Regions from separate parts of the Mus musculus genome. Here all the other regions are linked to region 7. Evidence: chromatin contacts called from public Hi-C, HiCAR-type, HiChIP or PLAC-seq and promoter capture Hi-C data. All regions are on one chromosome and are shown on one strand. Each heading gives the region's core, a stretch centred on a gene start, on an enhancer-like site or on the middle of the called end of the contact. The rest is flanking DNA. Distances are from core to core; before and after follow the strand shown. Region 1 holds the start of Eps15l1 (epidermal growth factor receptor pathway substrate 15-like 1). Region 2 holds the start of Tmem184c (transmembrane protein 184C). Region 3 holds the start of 1700030K09Rik (RIKEN cDNA 1700030K09 gene). Region 4 holds the start of Klf2 (Kruppel-like factor 2 (lung)). Region 5 holds the start of Tpm4 (tropomyosin 4). Region 6 holds the start of Rab8a (RAB8A, member RAS oncogene family). Region 7 holds the start of Tom1 (target of myb1 trafficking protein).

The links. Promoter capture Hi-C pulls out the DNA fragments that hold promoters and counts their contacts. Hi-C and Micro-C count contacts between places; a contact is called where the count stands out from the background. HiCAR-type assays count read pairs that join an accessible place to other places. HiChIP or PLAC-seq counts read pairs in DNA pulled down with a chosen protein or histone mark.
Region 1: a HiCAR-type map of astrocytes shows a contact between it and region 7, with 7 times the contacts expected there. The contact joins the promoter of Eps15l1 here to the promoter of Tom1 in region 7. A contact is called at or near these places in 5 of 115 datasets of contacts at active chromatin or transcription factors (astrocytes, cardiomyocytes, differentiating embryonic stem cells and 2 more).
Region 2: a contact with region 7 is called in a promoter capture Hi-C map of pre-B cells, with 7 times the contacts expected there. The contact joins the promoter of Tmem184c here to the promoter of Tom1 in region 7. A contact is called at or near these places in 5 of 39 promoter capture datasets (cranial neural crest, embryonic stem cells, hippocampal neurons and 2 more) and 3 of 115 datasets of contacts at active chromatin or transcription factors (astrocytes, embryonic forebrain and pro-B cells).
Region 3: a contact with region 7 is called in a promoter capture Hi-C map of hippocampal neurons, with 11 times the contacts expected there. The contact joins the promoter of 1700030K09Rik here to the promoter of Tom1 in region 7. A contact is called at or near these places in 3 of 39 promoter capture datasets (cranial neural crest, hippocampal neurons and maxillary cranial neural crest) and 3 of 115 datasets of contacts at active chromatin or transcription factors (astrocytes, extraembryonic endoderm stem cells and large pre-B cells).
Region 4: an H3K27ac HiChIP or PLAC-seq map of embryonic stem cells shows a contact between it and region 7, with 6 times the contacts expected there. The contact joins the promoter of Klf2 here to the promoter of Tom1 in region 7. A contact is called at or near these places in 4 of 39 promoter capture datasets (cranial neural crest, embryonic stem cells, frontonasal cranial neural crest and 1 more) and 2 of 115 datasets of contacts at active chromatin or transcription factors (both in embryonic stem cells).
Region 5: a contact with region 7 is called in a HiCAR-type map of astrocytes, with 5 times the contacts expected there. The contact joins the promoter of Tpm4 here to the promoter of Tom1 in region 7. A contact is called at or near these places in 1 of 39 promoter capture datasets (embryonic stem cells) and 1 of 115 datasets of contacts at active chromatin or transcription factors (astrocytes).
Region 6: a contact with region 7 is called in a Hi-C map of muscle stem cells, with 6 times the contacts expected there. The contact joins the promoter of Rab8a here to the promoter of Tom1 in region 7. A contact is called at or near these places in 4 of 39 promoter capture datasets (cranial neural crest, liver, pre-B cells and 1 more), 1 of 484 Hi-C or Micro-C datasets (muscle stem cells) and 1 of 115 datasets of contacts at active chromatin or transcription factors (embryonic forebrain).

The regions. Positions count from the first base shown.
Region 1 is chr8:72,420,125-72,423,280 of GRCm38.p6, forward strand. Eps15l1 (epidermal growth factor receptor pathway substrate 15-like 1) reads right to left here and starts at 1,350. Exons shown (of 24, transcript NM_007944.3): 1 at 1,281-1,350. The coding sequence starts at 1,313. Gm46043 (a long non-coding RNA gene) reads left to right here. Exons shown (of 3, transcript XR_001778581.2): 1 at 1-1,656.
Region 2 is chr8:77,608,948-77,612,075 of GRCm38.p6, forward strand. Tmem184c (transmembrane protein 184C) reads right to left here and starts at 1,706. Exons shown (of 10, transcript NM_145599.4): 1 at 1,156-1,706. The coding sequence starts at 1,278.
Region 3 is chr8:72,442,279-72,445,451 of GRCm38.p6, forward strand. It overlaps 1700030K09Rik (RIKEN cDNA 1700030K09 gene), which reads left to right and starts at 1,602. Exons shown (of 8, transcript NM_028170.2): 1 at 1,602-1,711; 2 at 2,472-3,173. The coding sequence starts at 2,473. Calr3 (calreticulin 3) reads right to left here and starts at 1,500. Exons shown (of 9, transcript NM_028500.3): 1 at 1,315-1,500; 2 at 1,117-1,218. The coding sequence starts at 1,405.
Region 4 is chr8:72,317,803-72,321,005 of GRCm38.p6, forward strand. It overlaps Klf2 (Kruppel-like factor 2 (lung)), which reads left to right and starts at 1,260. Exons shown (of 3, transcript NM_008452.2): 1 at 1,260-1,347; 2 at 1,624-2,440; 3 at 2,942-3,203. The coding sequence starts at 1,276. The coding sequence ends at 3,117.
Region 5 is chr8:72,133,986-72,137,226 of GRCm38.p6, forward strand. It overlaps Tpm4 (tropomyosin 4), which reads left to right and starts at 1,303. Exons shown (of 8, transcript NM_001001491.2): 1 at 1,303-1,468. The coding sequence starts at 1,337.
Region 6 is chr8:72,159,754-72,162,974 of GRCm38.p6, forward strand. Rab8a (RAB8A, member RAS oncogene family) reads left to right here and starts at 1,447. Exons shown (of 8, transcript NM_023126.2): 1 at 1,447-1,729. The coding sequence starts at 1,606.
Region 7 is chr8:75,031,877-75,035,065 of GRCm38.p6, forward strand. Tom1 (target of myb1 trafficking protein) reads left to right here and starts at 1,810. Exons shown (of 15, transcript NM_011622.3): 1 at 1,810-1,951. The coding sequence starts at 1,900. It overlaps Hmgxb4 (HMG box domain containing 4), which reads left to right. Exons shown (of 11, transcript NM_178017.2): 11 at 1-102.

The DNA of each region.
Region 1 (3,156 bases), core at 100-2,599, 2.6 Mb before region 7:
TCCTTAACCATTTTCAGAAGACAATCACAGGTGCTGTAAGAGCATGTTAATTAATATCTACTGGTCTCCACATGTTAATATAGTGTCAAGGCTGCTGGTGGCTGGTCCTTCCAGGACTTAACCACCCTGTATTGCCCTCTCCTTCAGACCAGGTGACCTGGGTGCATCAGCCTGCCAAGCAGTTCTTACCAGCTTTGGCATTCATACTTGCTCTTGTCTTAGTCCCAAACACCCGAATTTATTGACGGGTAACAAAAGAGCTTCCAATGTGTTAGGCAAAATGTGCTTTCCACAGTTTTCTGCTAATGCATTTTACATCTCTATTTTCCAAATGAGGTAATTGATATGCTGAGGTTAAGAAGCCTGCTTCAAGGACACTCTTCCAGAGTTGGAGCCGAGATCTGAATATAAAATGCTTCCTCCTGGTAACCATGACCCTGCGAAAGACGATTCTAGCAAAGTGCATATAATATGCTGTGTGGAACAAACGGGTAATTTGGCAAATTAGCAGGACAGGAATACTTTCTAATTCTTATGGATGTCACCTGGAACTAGAGACTTTGTCAGTGAGAGACTGCTGAGCTCCCAAGCACCTGATCCCAAGCACGTTAGAAAGTGGCTGAAGAATGAATGAATGTTTTCCGCTAGAAGCACAATGGCCTTCTCACTGCTATTCTGTACGTCCCTGTAGCATTTGATACGTTCAAGAAAACCATCCAGCGACCCTGAGGACGAAGACTGGTGCATACCGTTGGGGGCGTAGGATCCGCGCTTTTCGCACCGCACAGAGCAGCGGAAGCGGATCTCGGGGGAAGGAGGGCTGGGCGGCCAGAGGCGAAGCGGGCGTGTCCCGGTTCCCCTTGCGACTCCAGTATGGGACACCACCCGCCCCGACGCCCGACCCCGCGGGAGACAAAGACTGGCGGCGGGCCCACCGCTCTCGCTCGCCTCCGCGGGGACGAAGCGCGACGCGGCTCGAACAACAGCGCCCACCCCCCAAACCCCCCCCCGTCCCTTAACCTGGCCAGGCCCCAGACGGAGCAGACATACGCAGCGGCCGCGCCCCATCACCTCTTCGCAGCCGCTCGGGGGTCGCCCGGCGCAAGAGTATGCGGGCCGCTCCGGCCTGTCACCTTCAGAACCGCCCGGCCCCCGCCACTCAGCCTCTGAGCCTTCAGCGCGCGCCTCCGCGGTCCCCTGGAGCCGCGCTTCCGCGACGACTTATCTTTCTCGCGGCAACCACCGTCCGCACCGCCCCACGGCGCACCCCAGCACCATACCTGCTGCGAGAGGGGTACAAGCGGCGCCGCCATCTTCGTGCGGACTCGGCCTCCGGAGCGCCGAAGGAACGGGGGCGGGGCCGTGCCTGCGCACTAGTACGAAGGAGGGATGCGATGCGCGCGCAGCACAGCCAGCGCAAGGACAGGCCACAGGACCAGAGTACACGTGCGCAGAAGGGAATCCAAGTCCTCCCGTGAGAAGTTTTGCAGTAAGAGGGCGGAGCCTCGATCACAGTGGAGAGGGCGGGGCAGTTCTGGCTGGAGGCGGAGCCTTTATGGGGAAGGCTCTGTCGCATAGCCTTACCAGAGTTGGCCGTACCGGGTGATTTAGAGAGCCTAGCCTAAAGCACAGCGTGACTAGAAGGTTCGGAGCCTCGTAAGTTTAGTGGGCCGAGAGTGGGCGGGCTAGTCGGTCTGTGGGGGTGGGGAGGGCCTCGTGTGCATCTCCTGATTGGAGTGGGCAAACCGAGCCCCTGGCTTTGGAGGCTCCTGTGAGGCAGGGAACCCAAGGGATAGGTAGGGCTCCCTTCCAGACCGCTGCACTCCAGCTCCCTGCACTTTCCAGTCTGGGTCTGTGAATCGGAGCTTGGCTAAACCCAGGCACCGTCTTAACTTCTCCACTCTAGTAGCCTCTACTAATGCCTAGGGTTTGCTGAACTTTTCCCGGGGAAATGGAGACAGTGGCACACAACAAAGTACCATGGTGCTCAAGTCTAACTTGGGCCATATGCAGTGTTAGTACCACTCAGTATGCTTGTTAAACAGATTTGGGTTCTGATTGCTTGCAGATGTGGGTGTAGCCTGACATCTGGTGTTTTTTGTTGTTTTTTTATGTGTATATGCCTGCTGTGCTCGTGCCAATGCCTGCCCAAGAGAGAAGAGTTTATTAGATGCCATTGAGCTGGAGTTAAAAGCACTTATGAGCCCCCAACCCCCGATATGAGTGGGAACAGAACTAGGGTCCTCTGGAAAAGCAACAAGCACCCTTAACCAACTAACTATATCTTCAGCTACTCTGGTATTTCTTTTTTTTTTTTTTTTTAAAGATTCATTTATTTATTATATGTAAGTACACTGTAGCTATCTTCAGACAATCCAGAAGAGGGAGTCAGATCTTGTTAAGGATGGTTGTGAGCCACCATGTGGTTGCTGGGATTTGAACTCCGAACCTTCAGAAGAGCAGTCGGGTGCTCTTACCCACTGAGCCATCTCACCAGCCCCTACTCTGGTATTTCTTTGTCTTTTTTTTTTTTTTTAAGTTACATTTTAACTTACATCTTAAAAGATTTGTGTGTTGGATGGCCCCTTCCACCATGAGTCACAGAGATAGGACTCAGGTTGTTAGCCTTGGCCGCAAGCATCTTTACCCACTGAGCTATCTTGCTGCCCCTTAGGACATCCTCATTCAAACCACTACACAGGTGCTGGGAAACATGGTACACATATACCGCCACACTCAGTCCCACTGTGTTTGATTTCTTGAGGTAGTTGTGACTGATCCTGATTGCCAGCTGCACAGGATCTAGAATCATATAGGAGACAAAGCTCTGGGTTACAACTGTGAATTTCTAGACTAAGCTGAGGAAGGAAGACCCCCCCACACACACACACACACTTGTTCCATGTGCTGGAGGCCAGGACAATGGATGCTGTGTGACCAGCTGCCTCACCATACACATAACACAAATCTTTGTTTTAAAAGCTCTGTGTATGTGTGTTTGTGTACATAAGTGCAGACACCTGCAGAGGCCAGAAGAGGGCATCAGTGGTTGTCCAGTGCCTGATGTAGGTATTGAGAATTGAACGGAGATCCTCTGAGAAAGCAGCAAGTGCCCTTAATCACAGACTCATCTCTCTAGCCCATAAAAATTTTAAA
Region 2 (3,128 bases), core at 456-2,955, 2.6 Mb after region 7:
TAATGTCATATTTAATACCCTTAAACACCTATATGAACTATAATTAGAAAAGCCAACAAGATTTAGTGAACAAAAAGATCCTATGAATATGTTTAGACACACTGATTAAAATATTTTCCATAATCAAAGGGGGGTGGGTTGTATGCATCTACCTGGTCTGCCATAACTCTTCCAAAATAACTGTTTCTTAATAAAAGTACTTTTTGGTTATTAATTCTAAGTTTTCACTTTATAGATATACTATAGACATAGGTTAGCTATCCAGCTTGTAATACTTTACTAATGTCACAACATGACATCAACAAAGAGGGCCAGAGAGATGTCTCAGCTGGTAGGTGCCTGTCTCCAACCCTGATAGATTCAGCTCAGTCCTCAGCACTCATTATGATGAGAGAGCAGAGCCAACTGCTCCAAGTTGTCCACCTTCAGACCTCCACAACTGGACCATCCCACGAACACACCAACAAATACACCTTTTTTTTTTTTTAAATATAAAGGAACACACAGGGGATGTTTGTAAAATTTTTGCTTTGGTTAAGGAGTAACTTCAGGTCTGGGGATGAAGCTCAGATGGTAGAGTGCTTGCCTCAAATAAACAAAGCCCTGGGTTCAATCCCTGCATTGAGTAAACAGAATGATGGATACACCGGTAATCCAAGCACTGGGAAGTTTGGATGCAGGAGGATCATCCTAGTCTACAAAGCAAAATCCAGAACAGCCTGGTTTACAGGAGATTTTAAGGAAAGAAACAAAGAAAACTTGTAACTTCAAACGTAAAGTTAATTAGCAAAGTCAATTTAACAAGAATCCTTTGGTTCCAGAAAACCGGCTAAAAGCCTATAAAATCCAGAACATAGTTTTTAAGATGGTTTATTTGGTCTGGTCAAGCCCTAGTACCTGCATAGCAGATCTGATTTCAAGAATAAAGTTCTTTCTGGGACTGATGAATATTGGGAAAGCGCCCATTGTAAGTAGGTGCTTTAACTATTTGTTTCTCGACCCGGACCTACCTCCAGTTGTAGCGGCTAAATAAAACCAGTCAGGTTGGTTTAATGTCCACAGACGAAATGTTTTTCAGACCTCAAGCATTAGAAGGCAGACAAAGGAACTCTGTCAACCAGCGGAAGAAAGGGTAGAGGTGCAGGACCCTCTTACCTTCATTTTTTGAAACTTCCAAATGCATATCGGAACCGCGACCAGGATGGTTGTTGCGTAAAAAAGTACCAACAGGGGTCGGATCCATCTCCTCCAGTTACTCCGATTACATGCGCAAGGCATGTTCTGTAACAGATTCTCTTTGAGTAGCTGAATAATCGAACCAAACCAAGAATTTGGCAAGTTCGCTTTTTCGGTTGTCTTCTCCGCTGGCGCCCTATAGGAAAAGATTTACTAGCCGCTGGCGCCGCGTTCTCGGGTCGCTCTGTGTTTGCGGCTGCTGCAGCGGTGGCCGCTCGGGATGCTCGCAGGTGCAGGCTGCATCCTCGCCGGCCAACCCGCATGGACTCAGTGCCGCCGCGGCGTCGCCTCCGCCTCACCTGGAGGTCACCCAGAGTCTCCGCTGCATCGTGACCCCGAGGACTATCAGGGTAAACTAGGGATTCTAGGCACTCGGGGTCTGACCTGCATCTGGTACCCTACCAGCCCTCTCCCTAGTCCAGCTCTGGCAGGCTAGTCTCCGCCCCCGGAAGACCCGGCCCAGAACTTCCTCACTCACGGCTTTGGAACCTCTACAGTACTCATCTTCAGAACTCATCTTCCGCCGACTATTCCACTTCCGTTTCCGATCAGATGCTTGCAGCAAATGATTTGCTCTGAGTTTCAAGCTGAGCTAAACCTTGTCCCGCAACGCAAAGCATTGTGATTGGTCAGTTACGGAGGAGGGCGTGGCTGTAACCTAGGTTACCGAGAGGGCGTGGCAAGGGCAGGAAGGAGAGTAGCGGCGGATTTCTGGCATCTCTAATTTACCTAGTCTAAGTGGTTCCCTAAAAGGGCTCCGAAAGTTGTAGGAACTGGGGACGTTTCAGAAACACCCGCTACATTCCTGAGACTTTACTCCATCTAAAGAAAAGTCATAGTGAGGGGCAGTCACTGTGGAGTGGAACTTGAAATAGCTTTATTTTTCTCAGAAGGCTTCCCAGTTGTCTTTAGGGGTGGAATGGGAAGCCCGCTGGAATAAGACAGAATAGGTTAGATTTCAGTCAGTTGCTAGAGTTTAGGGTCCTAAGGAGGAATTTGTCTGCATAATTTCTAGACCCGGCAGAAGAATCATTCTAAGAATAGCTTTTTTGAAAGTAACCGCCAATATGAAATGTTCACGTTTCAAACTTGAGTTAAAAAAAAAACAAAATCTTATTTAAGATTTAAAAGGTTGGTATTCTGACATCTGTTCTATACACCTAAAGCTTTTAGCTGTATAGCTTTACAGATCAATGACACATGGGATCTTAAATTCTTTCTAAATCAAGGGAACAAGCAAACATCTGAGTCCCGACTAGACACTGAACACTGCATATATTGTCATTTTCTGAAATCAAACACTAACTTCTCTACCCATTTTGTATGAGTTGATCTGCATAAAAGTACCGAGTAGCGATGGGTAGTTTTCTGTTTCACAGATGAGAAAAGTGTCAAGTGATTAATAGTACCTATTAAGTAATAGAGCTGTTTTCTCTGACTTTGGACTCTGCTTGATGTTTAAATATTTGCCATCACCTGCAACCAGGGGACTTCTGCCTATTAGCCATCTGGACAAAATGTCATGGACCAGAGTCTCAAAGTATACAGATGAAATCACATTCCTCAGTTACCAGAGCCTGGAGTCTGACTTCTGCAGTCTTTCTCCTGTGATCTCCATTTTGCACATTTCCTTAAAGGGGCTGTAGGACTTTAGTTTGGTCTACACTATAAGTTAAAATAGTTGGTTTTAAGGAAATTCCTAACCATTAATGAAATCTTGGTATACTGTTGAAGTTCAGAAAATTAGGGAAAACTCTTGCTTTACAGCTTATCACCACTACTTATTTCTTGGCAAATGGCAGTCTTTTTGGATAGGCTGTCTAACAGGACTTGTTTCTGTGTGTCCAGCCACACTCTTACTGCTTCTGATAGCCATCTTCTCCATTCCTTCT
Region 3 (3,173 bases), core at 352-2,851, 2.6 Mb before region 7:
GCCACTTCTCGAGTGTGCACTACAACCCGTTTAGGCTGTACTGGAGCTGGGATTCAGGACTTCATAGATGTTAGACATACATATTTATTAGCCAGTTTTGTTGGTGTATGCTTTTAATCCCAGCATTCAAGAGGCAGAGGAAGGGGCAGGTGGATTTAAGAGTTTCTAGACATTCAGAGATACATAGAGACCCTGGCTCAAAACAAACAAAACTAAAAACCTAAAGAAAATACAATTTAATTATTTATTTATTCGTTCATTTTGTGGGGTTGGGGCATGTGCCAAGGTTAGAGAACAACTTGTGGGCATAGGTTCTCTCCTTCCACCCTGTAGGTTCTGGGGATCAAACTCAGGTTACCAAGCTTGGCCACAGGCCAATCTAGCTGGCCCCACTTTTCATTTTGATTTCCCCTCTTTTTGTTTTGTGCCAAGACCTGGCTGTATCTTAGGGTGGGCCAGAGCTCACTCTATAGCTAGGCTGGTCTTGAACTTGTGATTTTCCTGCCTCATGAAGACCCTGGAGTGCTAGGATTCTAGGTTGTGCTACAGCATGGTTCCAATTTTCATGAAGTGAGATGATCTTGGGCAACTACTGAAAAATGCCAACACAGTCATTCCTGTTGACTCCAGTTGTCATTCCAGCACTTTCTGAGCACCTCCACTGTCATTCCAATCCACACTCAAGGTGCATACTGCCTCCAACATACATAGATGTGGAAAAAGTAACCAGCACTTGGGAGGCTGAGAGTTAGAGCCATCTAGGGCTACATGAGACTGCTCAAAGACTAAACCAAAACACACTTCGGTCAATTTTTTTTTTTTTTTCTTTTTCCAAGACAGGGTTTCTGTGTAGCCCTGGCTGTCCTGTAACTCACTCTGTAGACCAGGCTGGCTTCGAACTCAGAAATCCACCTGCTTCTGCCTCCTGAGTGCTGGGATTAAAGGCGTACGCCACCACCGCCCGGCTACTCTGGTCAATCGTAAAGGAATGTAAACCCAAACAGGGTATTGCAGAGCCTGCATGTGCCTCAGTGTCCTGGCTTGAACGGTGGGTGCGTTGTCAGGGTGCCATGAGGTTTCTAACTCTACTCTATTTGCTCCCGATTCTACACTAACCTTTGTCTTTCTCTTTATGCCCATAGAACTTCCCCGATGAGACTCTGAAGTGCCCAAACTGGGAGTCATTGGTGGACTGCACCCAGCGGTTCCTCCAGCGCTCTGTGGGGAGACAGGAGGGTTAGTGGTGCAAAGCGCACGGGTCCATATCATAGATGGTGGACACAGGCCACCAGCCACCACGGCAATCGCCTTCACCTCCGTCTAGAAACTCCTCCTGGAAGTACACAGTGGCTAGTGCCACGCGCAGCACACAGATGGCCCAGAGCAATGCACGAGCCGAGACCATAGCTGCACGTGCGACTTCAACTCTCTGCTCTCAGGCGTCCGTACCGCTTGACGGGCGCAACTCAGAAACTACAACTCCCGGCATGCCTTGGGATTATGACCTGGGGACGCTAATGGGTGCGCTGAAATTACTGGTCCCGTGACGCCCGGGATTGTGACCTGAGTTGCTCATTGGTGGGTGGAGCGCGGTGGCCGACGGGAAATGTAGTCTCTAGTTGCTCTGGCGCTGTCTCCTGAGGCAACCGCACACTGGGGCCTATACTTTGAGGCTGAAGCCTAGCGGGAAGAAGCCAACGCAGCTACTCAGGTGACCTCACAGTGATCAAGTGGGTTGGCAAGGGGCTTCAGGAAAACGGGCGGCATACCCACACCAGAGGTTCCTCATCTGGAGAGCGATGGGGCATGATCCCTTAGGGCTTGCAAACAATAGCGAGGAAACTGAGTATAGGCAGTGTTATTAGCATGGAGAAGAACTCCAGGTGCTGTGTGATATGGGTCCTCTCAGTTGTGTATCCTGGTTACAGGTTCCAGAGCAGGTACAGATATAGGTACGAATCTGGACGCCTGTCCTCAAATCTCTCTGAGATTCTTTGGTTTTTTTTTTTTTTTTTTTTTTTTAGATTTATTTATTTATTATATGTAAGTACACTGTAGCTGTCTTTCAGACACTCCAGAAGAGGGCATCAGATTTCGTTATGGATGGTTGTGAGCCACCATGTGGTTGCTGGGATTTGAACTCGGGACCTTCAGAAGAGCAGTCGGCGCTCTTAACCACTGAGCCATCTCACCAGCCCCGATTCTTTGGTTTTGAGCTCACTCAACCTTACCAGTTCTTATGCCTGTCCCACACGCCCTACAGCTTATTAAAAGAAATACTTTTATCTGGGTGGTGGTGGCATACACCTTTGATCACAGCACTTGGGAGGCAGGCCTGATCTAAGGAGCTCCCAGGAAAACCAGAGCTATACAGGGAAACCTTATCTTGAAAAAAATAAAAACAAAACAAAAAGTATACTTATACAGTGAAGTACTTTTAAAGGCTGAAAACACAATCTTTATTTTCCTAGAATGGCTTCCACAAGAAGACCCTTTGGCCCTCCACGTAGTGGTTTTGACTTAAGGGATATGTTCTTAGATAGCTCGAGGATGGAAGAGATCAGAAACTTACAAGCCCGAAGTCTTGGCCAAGTGACACCTGGGCAGAGCAGAATCTTAAAGAGAAACCAAACGATGGACGAGAAATATTTGATGCCCAAAGAGGAGGCCATGGCAGGGAGGGGGGTGAGTCTGGGCTTGAGGCCTCCCACCATCTCCTCCAAGACCAGAGCCAGTGAGGCCCTTAGGAAACTGGCCCAGATTGAAACCAAGATCCTGAATCGGAAGCAGGTGCCCATGGCTTGGTCTGATGTGGAGTCTGACTCCACATCCATCGAGCAGAGTCTTCCTAAGAGGACAGGTGCAGCTTCTGTTTCTTCCCAGTACCCACACAGAACTTTCCAGAAACAAGTGAACAAAACATGTGTGTCAAAGAGCGATGGGCCGAGTGGTAACGGTAGCAGGTTTCTGAAGAAGAAGGAGCTGCCCACTGAAGCGAGGTCCCCAGGGCTGGCAGTGGGGACAGGGAAGCAAGCTCTGCTGCCCACAAAGAAAGAATCTGCCAGTGACGAGGAGGAGGAAATGCTACTGCTTAGAAGCTTGATGGAATCTTCTAGAGAAAAAGAAGCAAATAGAAACCAGGAGCTCCCTGGCTCCAGTGTCAGCAGGAGCAA
Region 4 (3,203 bases), core at 10-2,509, 2.7 Mb before region 7:
TTCCCCAGGCTCACCACATACTTCCTCCTCTTCCACTGTTCCTTTTTTTTTTCTGTTTAGGCCCCTTGGGTATTATGCATATTTATTTGATGTGCCCATCCCCCACTGAGTATCCCTTGCAAGTCTTGACAGTCAGACAACAGCTCTTCCCTGCACTAGAAGGATTTATGTGAGGTGTATGTTTGTGGGAGGTGAAAGGTCCCAGAGACTCAGTACTGTATTTATGTATCTAGTGTAAATTGTAATTATTACATGCTATTGTGTATTTGCACGTGCGCCAGTGCACTGTGAGGTCTAAGGACAACTTATGGGAACGGATTCTCTCCCCCTTTTGGGAACTGAGCTCCTTGGATGAGGCTTGTAAGCAGACACTAAGCCATCATGCCTGCCTCTAGTGTTTGCTTCTTTTTTAAGACACGGTCTCTTGTAGCCAAAGGGGCCTTGAACCTAATGCTTTCAACCTCCTAAATGTTCTGAAGACAAGCATATACCACCATGCCATGGTGTCTGCCTCTGTGTGTGTGTGTGTGTCTCCTTCCCTCCCTCCCTCCCTCCCTCCCTCCCTCCCTCCCTCCCTCCCTCCCTCCCTCCCTCCCTCCCTCCCTCCCTCCCTCCCATCTCTCTCTCTCTCTCTCTCTCTCTCTCTCTCCCTCTCTCTCTCTTTCTCTCTCTGTGTCTATCTCTCTCCCTCTGTGTGTGTGTGTGTGTGTGTGTGTGTGTGTGTGTGTATTAAGGGGGCTACGATGCTCCAGGCTGGCCTCAACTCCCTTCTAGGCAGGCCCCAAACTTCATCCTTCTTGTCTTAGCTTCCAAGGTAGCTTAAACAAAGATTTCACAGAGCGTTCCCTGGGTGAGCACTGTGACCCCAGACTCCCCATGCATCGGTCCAGGTTTCCAGGGGCTTGAGGCTGGGGAGATACCGGGAAAGCCTCGTCACCCGTGTTCCCCGCGGAGTCCCAGGTGCCACCCCCTCCCCCGCCCCCCGCGCGCGCTAACTATGCTGTTGTGCCTGGTTTGTTGACGCCGTCGCCATAGGGACGGTCGGGGGCGGGGCCCGGCCGCGGGGGCGGGGCTTGAGGAGCGCAGTCCGGGCTCCCGCAGTAGCCGCCACAGCCACCACCGCCAGGCTTATATACCGCGGCTAAATTTAGGCTGAGCCCGGAGCTCGTCCCCATCCGGGACGCGTTTCCGTCGACGCCTCCTAGCCCGGCCCTCTGTGCCTGCCGCGCCTATAAGGCCTGGGTGGGCCGGGCCACAGCACACACAGTCCCTGCCATGGCGCTCAGCGAGCCTATCTTGCCGTCCTTTGCCACTTTCGCCAGCCCGTGCGAGCGCGGCCTCCAGGAGGTGAGGGCAGCGAGGGTCCGCGGGCGGCGGGGTAGCAAGGTACCAGGCTACAGGGTGCAGGAGCCAGTACTGGAGATGACAAGGTCCAGGGTGCTGACCGCCTCAGGGAGTTAGACTTCAGGCTGTGGGACAGGAGGTGGGTGCAGGGACTGAGGACACGCGCGCTGAAGGGATGCCGTGCACCGGGTGCAGATCTTGAGGGCCTAGTTGTTAGACTTTGGGGTGCAGGGTAGCAGGAGGCACCCCCACTCACGTCCCGCGCCCTGTCTCCTGCAGCGCTGGCCGCGAAATGAACCCGAGGCGGGCGGCACGGATGAGGACCTAAACAACGTGTTGGACTTCATCCTCTCCATGGGATTGGACGGTCTGGGCGCCGAAAATCCTCCCGAGCCCCCGCCGCAGCCCCCGCCGCCTGCCTTCTACTACCCGGAGCCGGGTGCTCCGCCGCCCTACAGCATCCCCGCGGCCAGCCTGGGAACAGAGCTGCTGCGCCCCGACCTGGACCCGCCTCAGGGGCCGGCTCTGCACGGCCGCTTCCTCCTCGCGCCTCCCGGGCGGCTAGTGAAGGCCGAGCCCCCCGAGGTGGACGGCGGCGGCTACGGCTGCGCTCCGGGCCTGGCCCACGGACCGCGCGGGCTGAAGCTCGAGGGCGCCCCAGGAGCGACAGGTGCATGCATGCGGGGTCCCGCCGGCCGCCCCCCGCCGCCCCCGGACACGCCGCCGCTCAGCCCCGACGGCCCCCTGCGCATCCCGGCGTCCGGTCCCCGCAACCCGTTCCCGCCGCCCTTCGGTCCCGGCCCCAGCTTCGGCGGTCCCGGCCCCGCGTTGCACTACGGGCCTCCCGCGCCTGGCGCCTTCGGTCTTTTCGAGGACGCGGCGGCAGCGGCGGCGGCGCTGGGCTTGGCTCCACCTGCCACGCGCGGTCTCCTCACGCCGCCCTCGTCCCCGCTGGAGCTGCTGGAGGCCAAGCCCAAACGCGGCCGCCGCTCCTGGCCCCGCAAGCGCGCCGCCACACATACTTGCAGCTACACCAACTGCGGCAAGACCTACACCAAGAGCTCGCACCTAAAGGCGCATCTGCGTACACACACAGGTGGGCGCCTGGCCTCATTCCCGGGATCTGCGGCAGGGGGATGGCCGCGAGTTCAGGAACAGGCTAGGTTACAGAGGAAGACCCTGTCCATCCTCCAGAAGGGAAATGGATACTGTCCCCAGAGTCTATGACACTGCCAAGGGGGTGTGGCAGTTTAATGGGTTGGCTCCGAGGGACTCAGGTCTCAAGAATTCGGGACATAATTAAGAAGCTGTGGAGGGCTGGGCTGGGGCTTAGCACTGCATATAAAGTTTGGCATGGTGGCCTGAGCCTGTCATCTCAGTACTGAGCAGAAGAATCAGGAATTCAGACCTAATCTCAGAATGTTAGGGGAGGAATGCACCTGAGCCTGCTAGTGGTCAGCTTCAGGAGCCCAAGGTTCTCTGTTTAGATTAGATGTGGGATGGAGATGAGAGGGAGAGGGCAGTGCTATCCGGTGCAGGGTGCCCAGAGCAGGCTTTCGGGGAAATTGAGGCTCAATGTCATTCCTCTCTGATGCAGGTGAGAAGCCTTATCATTGCAACTGGGAAGGATGCGGCTGGAAGTTCGCGCGCTCTGACGAGCTTACCCGCCACTACCGAAAGCACACAGGTCACAGACCCTTTCAGTGCCACTTGTGCGACCGGGCCTTCTCCAGGTCCGACCACCTGGCCTTGCACATGAAGCGACACATGTAGCCTGGGTCGACTCGGCTAGCCCATGCGCGACTGTGGCAGGTTCCACGCGCGGGGCACGGTCCCCTTGCAAACAGACTGCTATTTAT
Region 5 (3,241 bases), core at 53-2,552, 2.9 Mb before region 7:
AGGCCAGCCTGGTCTACAGAGTTCCAGGACAGCCAGGGCTACACAGAGAAACCCTGTCTCAAAAACAAAAACAAAAACAAACAAACAAAAAAACAGATGCCTAACAAATGTGCAAAAGTTAGAGGAGTGAAAATTTGATCTTAGAGGGGAATTGGTCCCTGAGAGTGGGTCTCTTCCAGGACAGACCTGAAAGCCAGGTGTGGGAGCCAGATTGGAGTGGGAGCAGGATGTGGGGCTCTTGAGGGTAAGTTTCTCAGCAGGGGAAAGGGCTTGCACACTGGTCAGAAAGTTTCTGCCTACAAAACTGGGAGTTTCTATAGGCTCCACTTTGCTTAAACAGAGATCACCTGAGAGCTGCATTCAGAAAGTGAGAATGCAAAATCCAATTTGTAGTGTTTCAAACTAAAGCTATGACTTCCTCAAGAGAGTGGGGACTCTTATGAGTCCAAGAATGGCCAGTCCTTAGGTCAAGAGTAAAATCCCTCTGTATTCAGTAATGCACACTTACCGCTCTGTGTATGTGGAGGGAGTATTTTATATTTTATGTGAGGGTGTTTTGCATGCATGCATGCCTATGCTAAGGGGTCATGGAAGCAGAGAATGTTGGCTCCCCTGGAACAGGAGCTGGGAATCAACCTGAGTCCTCTGTACAAGACCTTGTCTATATACACTTTTTACTTTCACAAACTTGTGTCCTCTGAATGAGACCTTCTTTATATAAACCTTTTACTTTCTACATTAATGTGGGCGCATGTGTGAGATTAATGGACTCTGGGCATTAGGCTTGGTGGCAAGCACCTCTACCCATGGAGCCATCTCATCAGCTCATAAAGACTTTGTTCATTTGCAGGGCCTTAAACTCCCAGTCCTTCTGCCTCAGCCTCCCAAACTCCGGGCAATGGACCATTAGGCTGACTCATTATCTTCTGTGTCCCCAGGTGAAAGAGCAGCTGACGTAGTTCCAGAAGAAACTGAAATGCGTGGAGGACGAACTGGACAGGCACTCCGAGGACCTGACAGACTTAAAGAAGACTCTAAAGCAGACGGAGAATAAAGGCTCCCAGGTAAGTGCGCGGCCGCTGGGCCAGGCGGGGCGGGCAGTGAGGGAGGACGAGGAGCCCACAGGGCAAAGGCGGCTAGCTGCACCGACGTCAGCCACCCCCTCCCACCCACCCCCCGCCCGGTGCTGACGTCGCGGCCGGCCCGGGTGACCTCATGGGCCTGACAGCAGGGCCGGGGGGCGGGGAGAGGCGGGGGCGGCCCCGGCGTGGCCAAGGCTGGCGGGCCCGGGCGCGGCCGCCCAGCTGTCGCCGGAGCCCAGCAGAACGATTGAGCTATGGCCGGCCTCAACTCACTGGAGGCAGTGAAGCGCAAGATCCAGGCCCTGCAGCAGCAGGCAGACGACGCAGAGGATCGCGCGCAAGGCCTGCAGCGCGAACTGGATGGCGAGCGCGAGCGGCGCGAGAAAGTGAGAGACCAGGACCCGCGCCGTCCGCGACCCCCGCCCGATCCCACTTTTCGTCCCGCGCGCTTCCGGGCCCGCAGTGCTCCCTGGCGCCCTCTTTTCTTCCCAGCTCCGCATGCTTCTAGCTCCCCCTTCCTCCGTCTCCCCTCCGCCTTGATCATCCATACCCTTGGATCCTGGAGCCCCGTACGCTGGCGGGGCAGGAACTGGGAGGTTGCGGGGGGGACAGTCCTGCGCGGGGCACTCCGGAGTAGTGGGGCAAATACCGCGCTCCCATTGTCTGCGGCTGACCAAGGTGGGGGCGGGGGCGGTGCGCGCTTTTGCTTCTTCGCGCCCGAACTTTCCCGGCACGTCCTTAGGGTGCGGCCGCGACACGTCCGCTGAGGGCGGGGTGGGGACAGGAGAATTTGGACGCTGGCCTGCAGGACACCCACCACCACCACCATCACCCTGTGTCCCCCTAGCCCCAGGTAATATCCACTAGGGGGCCTGCCCGACGCCGGAGCGCCCACTGTATGCGCCTTCCCTGAGAGTTCAGGGACCGGGGTGCATGAATAGTTCGGAAAGAGGAAAGGCCTCCGCGCCTCCTCTTCATCCCTGGGTCAAGCCCGGGGCCAGAGATGGGTCTGGGTTCTAAGCCCAGCTCTGGCACCCACAAAGCGTTCGATTCGTGTCTCCCAAAAGTCTGCTACAGGTGGGTAGAAAGAAAAGACTAGGGAGAGGCATTCCAGACGTTTCCGGGGCAAGGAGAGCCCCTTGCCTGAGTAGTAGGGCGGTGTTTGCTAGCGAAGGAGACTCACAGACAAGGGAAGAAGTGTTGTGTGATTGCCCAGGTCTCCTGAAGCCGTAGTGTGGGAACTCAGGGCGGGGACCCTAGAAACTGAAAGGCTAGGTGGAGTTGGCAGTGCAGGTACCGCCTGGACTCCTCCCAAGACTGCCTGGGCGACAGCCTGGCCTGGGTAGAAGCCTTGAATCCCTCAAGGACCGCTCGGGCTGGAGAAAGCCTCAGAACCGGGCGGAAGCTCTGCACAGTAGCTGTTACGGCTTCTCATACGCCCGTCCCACCCTAGACATCTCCAAAATGGCCTCGAGACTCCAGCCAAGCCAGGAATTTGGCGGCCCAAGGGTGGAGTGCGGGGGATGCCTTTTGGAAAACTCTGAGCTGCTTTAAAAGTTCATGTGGGAAAGCATGCTTCTTTTGGTTGTAGAAAGACATCTCAAGTTGATTCCGGGCCAGAAACACCCAGACTAGAAATGGGGTTGGGGTGTGTGTAGCTGATTTCTGGGCTTGTGTCCCAACAGCTGGTTTCATTTAGATTTTTGTGTGATTAACCGACGTCTTCCTGTTGCTTGGCCACAAGTATCTAGCAAGCCTCTTTTACCTTATAAGGGAAACCCTTTGTAGCCGGTGGAAGGCTTTGATTGCAGGAAGGGGCGGAGCTCAAGATGACTTAGGATGTGTGTGTGTGTGTGTGTGTGTGTGTGTGTGAATGAATGCATGGATGTGAACTAGAGCTCTTTCTGTTTTAAACAGTTGAAAATATGCCAAGATCAAAGTGTGCCTCTTCAGTCTAAGTTCTTTTCCTTTTCTTTGAGACAACTCATGAATGTGGAAACTCAATGTGACTGTGAAAGTGATTACTATGTTGGGTGTGGCCTTGAGCCCCCTGCAGCCCAGGCTACTTAGAGGCTGTGGGGTTGTCATTGAATGGTGGGATACTTGCTTAGTATGCACAAAGTCCTGGGTCCCTTCTGCAGGACTGGGTGAACTGGATG
Region 6 (3,221 bases), core at 197-2,696, 2.9 Mb before region 7:
CTGAGCCATCTCTCCAGCTCCTTAGTGTTAATCTTGATGCTGCTTCCCACAGATTTATATCTTAGGGGTGGGGTGGAGGTTCCAAAGGACAACTTGCAGGAGTTGGATCTCTTTCCAGTAAGTATGCCCAGGAATTGAATACAATCCTCAGATTTAGCAACAAATGACTTACTTTACTGGCTGAGCCATGTAGTCAGCAACTCAGATCTTTTTTTTTTTAATTTATTTATTATATGTAAGTACACTGTAGCTGTCTTTAGACACCCCAGAAGAGGGCATCAGATCTCATTACTGATGATTGTGAGCCACCATGTAATTCAGGACCTCTGGAAGATCAGTAAGTGCTCTTAAACACTGAGCCATCTATCCACCCCCCCCCACTCCTTTTTTCTTTTTAAGATTTGAGTACACTGTAGTTGTCTTCAGACACACCAAAAGGGGGCACTGGATTCCATTACAGATGGTTATGAGGCACCATGTGGTTGCTGGGTATTGAACTCAAGGCCTCTGGAAGAGTAGTCTTAACCGCTGAGCCATCTCTCCAGCCCTCAGATGTTTATCTTAATGTGGCTTTATTTTATTTTGTCACTGTTCTCCCGTTACTCCGGGACTACACCTCAACATATTAAAAAACAGAAGGGAAAAAAAAATGCTACTCTGAAACCTAGGAAAGTCACTTCACCTGTCTTCAGTATACTTACCATAAAACGAGGAAAAGATTACCTACCAAGCCGGGCTGGTGTGGGGTGAAGGACCTTGACTTATTTTTAAGTATAGATAGCACCCGCAAGCACAGAAAAGAAAACAAAACAAAACAAAACAAAAAACGCTGCCATTACTTGGAAATGATAACATAGCCCTACCGGCGCTGAAGCCCTGGGATCGCTCACGGCAATGGCCGGCTTGCCTGTACAGCACCTAAGTAAGTCCAATGGTGGGCGCCAAGGCCGAGGAGCGAGTCTGCAGCACATCTTAACCCGCGCCACTTTTGCACCGCCGAAAATCCTCCTCAGAAGCATTACCACAGGTACTTCCTGCGCTTCGCCTCAGCGCCGGCTGCGGCTACGGCTGCTGCTGCGCAGGCAGAGAAGGCGGGAAACACGAGGCGTTCTCTGCGCGCGTGCGCTCTCTGCCAGAGCCAACCGTCTTCCCAGTACGCTTGCGCCTGTTCACCAAGCCCGTCCCTCCCACTCTCTCATCAACCAGCGCGCGGAATTGTTGGGGTCCCTCCTGTCGGGGGCAGGGCCTGGACGCTGAAGGGCTGAGGAGAAGGCGCGCACGGGAAGGCGGGGTCAAGATGTGACCACACCCATCGCTGGTCATTTGACGCCCTCACCCTCGACTCTCCAGCACTAGCCAATAACAAACCTCCCTATACCAAGCGTCAACCAATGGGCTGTGCAGTCGGCTGCTTCCGGCTCTGCGCCGCTTTCGCCTTTTTCCCCTGGGCTCTCTGCGACAGGCGGGGCTCCGGGTGGCGGGCGTAGGCCTGGATGATGCGCGGCGGGCAGGGGGCCAATAGGGGGCGGGATCTGAGATGATAGACGGGTCCAGCGACCAGTGGCGAGGCGCCGGCCGTACTTCCCGTCGGGGAGAGAGTGTAATATGGCGAAGACCTACGATTACCTGTTCAAGCTGCTGCTGATCGGGGACTCGGGGGTAGGGAAGACCTGTGTCCTGTTCCGCTTCTCCGAGGACGCCTTCAACTCCACATTCATCTCTACCATAGGTAGCGGGGCCTTGGGCGGCCGGTGACCAGGGCTGGACGCGCCCCTATGGGGCTGGGCTGAGGGATCGACTCAGGATCCACTCGGGCCGAGGATCCGGGAGGGTCACGGGGCTGGACAGAGAACCGCAGCGGCCTCCACCTCCCGCCAGGGAGTCCAGGCCGGGACCCTGGCGGGCGCCGGAGACCAAGGTGCAGACAGGGACATGCAGGCTGCAGTCTGAGGAAGAGCCTGCCCTGGGGTCCTGGCGCCTGTCAACTCTCTGTGTCTTTACATCAGACCTCTACACTGTTCTTCCGGGGAGACCCCCGTCTTCCAAAAGTGGAAACTGAGGCATGGAGGTGACACCTGACCTCGTAGTTTCCTATGTGGCAAGCTTGGCATGTGCAGTATCAAATCTGTAGTGTACTCGTGATGGGTGCTTTGTCCCTGGAGGAGGAATTTGAAACTGAGGGAGGGTGCGGCACGCACTGAAGGTCACAGTCTACAGGTATTAGGGATGAGATTTGAACCCAGGTGTGTCTGACTCCAAAATTCAAGGTTCAGCTGTTCCAGAGCTTCAAAGGACCAGCACCACTGATCCACATCTAAGTCAGGACTCCAACCCAAAGTCCTCCTGCCTTCTCTCTGAGGAATGGTGACAGTATCTGTCATCCTGGTGGGAATACAAGAGAAAAAGTTCCAGTAAGAAACTAAGTCCAGCCATGGCTACGTGCAGCCTTGACTGACTTCCTTTCACTGGGCCAAGAACACCACCTGAACAGCTTTTCCCCAGGGCTGCCTCACGGCACAGTTGAACAGAATTGGCTTGTGATGGCCCCAGTTCTGACGTCAAAAATGGTGCTGACCATGCTCCTTACCATGAATAGTCATGGCTCACATTGAGTGTTACCTGGAAGTAAATCCTGCCAAACAGAGTGACCTGGATGGTGTATGGTCCTGAAACAAGAGAATAGTCACTAGGCTTGGTTTATCCCTAGTCAGGATGTGGTTCCATTGTTGGAACCCTGGGTGCCATCTCCAGCACCCTGAAACCAGATGTGGTAGTGAACACCTGTAATGACAGCACTAAGGACAGGGAGGCAGGAAGATCGGGTGCTCAGGGTCATCCTTGGCTACATAGAGTGTTCAAGGCCAGCCTGGGCTGCATGAGACCCTGCCTTGGAAGGAAAAGGGAAACTGGGGGATGATTTCTGTGTAATGTCAACTAAGTTGTTGTCTCCCTGACCTGACCGTCATGTGATAATGCCATCTAATATCTCCTTCCCAGTCAGTGTTCTGAAGCAGTCGTGTGTCAGGCGTCAAGTATAGGGAACTGGACAGGGAATCATCATACTTGAACTCTAGGTTGAGCAAGCTCTAACCCTCACTGACCCAATTTTATTTAGAGTAGATATGGCACTGTCTGTCTTGTCTGGTGCCCTGGGTGGTTGAGGATTAGATCTATACAACCAGTGGAAGGTTCAGTCTGGAGGAAGCAGAGGGTTTGGGCAC
Region 7 (3,189 bases), core at 560-3,059:
TTTTTTAAATAAATCCTAGTGGTTTGATCCAAATCCTATTACAGTTGTATAAAGAAACAATATTTTGTACTTATATTAAAGATCTCATTTTTAATATTTATAGTCCAGTCTTAGCTGTCTTTTCCCTAATTGGGCTAATCGTAGTCGGTATAACTCTACTCTACCCTGACATTTCTCTATAAGGGAGTGGGGGCTGAAGAGATGGTTCACTGGTGAAGAATATTTCCTGCCCTTGATAAGGACCCAAGTTAGATCCCAACACTCATCCAATTGAATGTAACTCCAGTTTCAGAGGATCAGTCACCCTCTGTAGCCTCCTTAGGCACCAGCACACAAGTGCATATACCCACACAGAGGTACACACACACACACAAACACAAAATTTAAAAATTTTAAAACCAAATCCTGAAATAAAGGTCAAGTTACCATGTTCCTATCTATCCTGGGCCATGCAGCCCTTGGGTCTCAGGTTGAACACACCTTATATGTAAAGGCTCTCAAATATCATTTGCATGTATTATAAAAGGAGAGAATATGATAGTTGTGGCATAGCAAATGAAACCATTTAAAATATTGCTATTGGCCTAAATCAAAAAGTATCCATCAATCTTTTGTCAGAGTTGCATGAAAATTCTATGCCAAAAAACAGACAGTTCATATCCCAGGAGCTTTCCAGAGTCTTGTCTATTTTAAATAAAAAAAAAATGTGATGTCACCTCCTTGTCTCTGAGTCAACAGCCACATGGCCTGAAGTGAATATGTGCTAATACTGTGAACATTGAAATATGGAAATTTGACCTTTCATGGTTAAGGAAAAAGTTAATGGAAAAACAAAATGTTAAAAGTCATAAGTAGCAAAAAAAAAATAATAATAATAATAAGGCTGCATGCTATGATGCACATACTTCTCCAATTCCAACACCCCAGGGATCTGAGTTTGAGGCCAGACAAGGGATATTGTCAAAAAAAAAGGGGGGGTGGGGGGGACTGCAGCACCGGGTTTCAGTGTGGCAAAGTCCTAGGTATGAGCCCTGCCAAAATGGAGGAGGAAGTGTGATGGCCCACAGTACTTGTTTAATCTCAGATTAAATGTGGTGAGAGAATCGATTCCTCCACGTTTTCTTCTGACCTCTCTGTATGCACCATGGAACACACACATATAGAGTTAAAAAAAAATTTAAAAGTTTAAAACATAATGCCTTACAAAGATACAGCAAGGAGGAAGCAACCATTACGGAATGCCTTATGAGTGATTTTCATGTCACCTCAATACTCTGAAAGCATTACATTATGGATATTTACAGCTGAGGGGAACAGATAAGGAAAAAGCACTTTTCCGGTTTGCCAGGTGAGAGCCAAGGCAGATGAGGTGGCTTATGAGGTGAAAGCATTTGCCACAGGACAGGCAGTTCATTCTCTGTCTCAAGAGAGCAAAAACCCAGGCCCTTGCCTCCTCTGGCTCTTGGAGCGGGGAGACATCAAATGGAAATTTCGAGTCCGACTTGGGCAAGGAGGCTGTCATCCTCAGGGCTTGGTCCCCAGGACTAAAGGCTAAGACACTAATACTAATACCTGTCTGAGTATGCGTAACCTGACCCAGGTCTTTCCCTGGCCAGAGACCCAGTTTCAGGATGTCAAGACTTCCAGGCTCCACAGTGGCGCGCACTGAAGCTTCAGGGGCGTGGCTTAGAAGCCGGCCCTCCCAGGCCCCGCCCTGGTGTGGCGTCAGCCACGGCCCAGGGGCAGCCTAGTAGGGGGCGGGGCCTCGTGGCTGCGCTCCAGAGCCCCCGCCTGCCGGCACCACCCCGCGGGCTGGCCAACGGGTCACGTGGCGGGTCGGCGGCGCCGGCGGTTGCTGTCACCTGATTCTGGGAGCTGGTGGCAGCGGTAGCCGCGGCAATGGACTTTCTCCTGGGAAATCCGTTCAGCTCTCCGGTGGGACAACGGATCGGTGAGTCCCCGGAGCCGCGCGCAGTCCCGCCCCTGTGTGCCGCTCTGGCCTTGGCCCTGGGACCTGTCGGAGTCCGCAGTCTGGCAGACAGGAGGGAGGCTAGGCGGTGAGGCTGGCGCGGCGCTCTGGGCTCCGCCCACCCTATGACCCACCTGATTGACAAGAACACGGGCCAATCGGAAGTCTTATATGGGGATTGATGCTTGATGTAGCCAATAGGCAGTGGAAGGAGGCGGTCCTGGGCGGATGTGGTTCAGCCAATGTGTGCGTGCTGGGGTCCGAGTAGAGGGAGAAAGTTTGGGTTAAAGGGACTGCTGTGATGAGAAGGCGTTGGGCCGCGCCACCACCGGGCGCGCGCAGACTAAGAGCCCCTCCCGGGCTGGCGGCGTCTTGATCATTCGCCGCGTCACCGACTCTTCACATTCCGAGACGCCGGGGTGTCTAGGTTCGGCCGCGCCTCTGTCCCCATGGTCGGGAGTCTCGGGTTTATGTGACGTCGCCCCCGTGATGGTCCTCGCCCATAGTTAAAGGGTCATGGCCCAGCCTTCCTGGACTTGTTTGATCATTAAATGCATTAATAAGATAGCACTGAGGATGTTTCCTGGCACATGGCTAACGCCTGTCATTGTCAACGTGTTACCACCTACTGGGGCTGGAGCCCATGGGAAGGTGCCGGCTCCCAGCACCTACTCTCGGGCAAAGGCCAGGCGGCGACGTTTCCCCAGGAATGGGTGGTCTGGGCGTGACATCCATACCCCCTTACCTGAAGGGTCCCGACGGCATTGTGAAATTGGGAAGGCCGAATCTGAAAGCTAAGGCTTCCCCTGAAACTGTTAACCCAGCTCTGTGTTGTAACCAACACTGCAGCTGTTAGTAGCTCTTTTGAGGTTCTCATCAGTTCTCTGCAAGGGAGCTCTGATGCCTGAAGCCCAGGTGCTTCACCATAAATCGTTGTTTGAGACCTGGAAAGAGAAGGCAGTCTTCTTCGCAGATTTCCTATGTAAAACAGGCAAATTAGTCTGGCCTTCAAAGCCAGCCTCAAAGTCCTGAGACTTTTTGGATAAAGTCTTTTGGGTTCAGTCTTTTAAACTGCCTGTCAGTTCAAAGCTCAGCATCTCTCCTGCCCTGAAAGTTGCCTGCCTTGGGCAAGAAATACTTCTGATTAAGAGTACTGCTACATCAGTACCTCAGAACACTGACTAAATCTCACTGCTGGACCCTTTCTGCCTTGGGGTTCA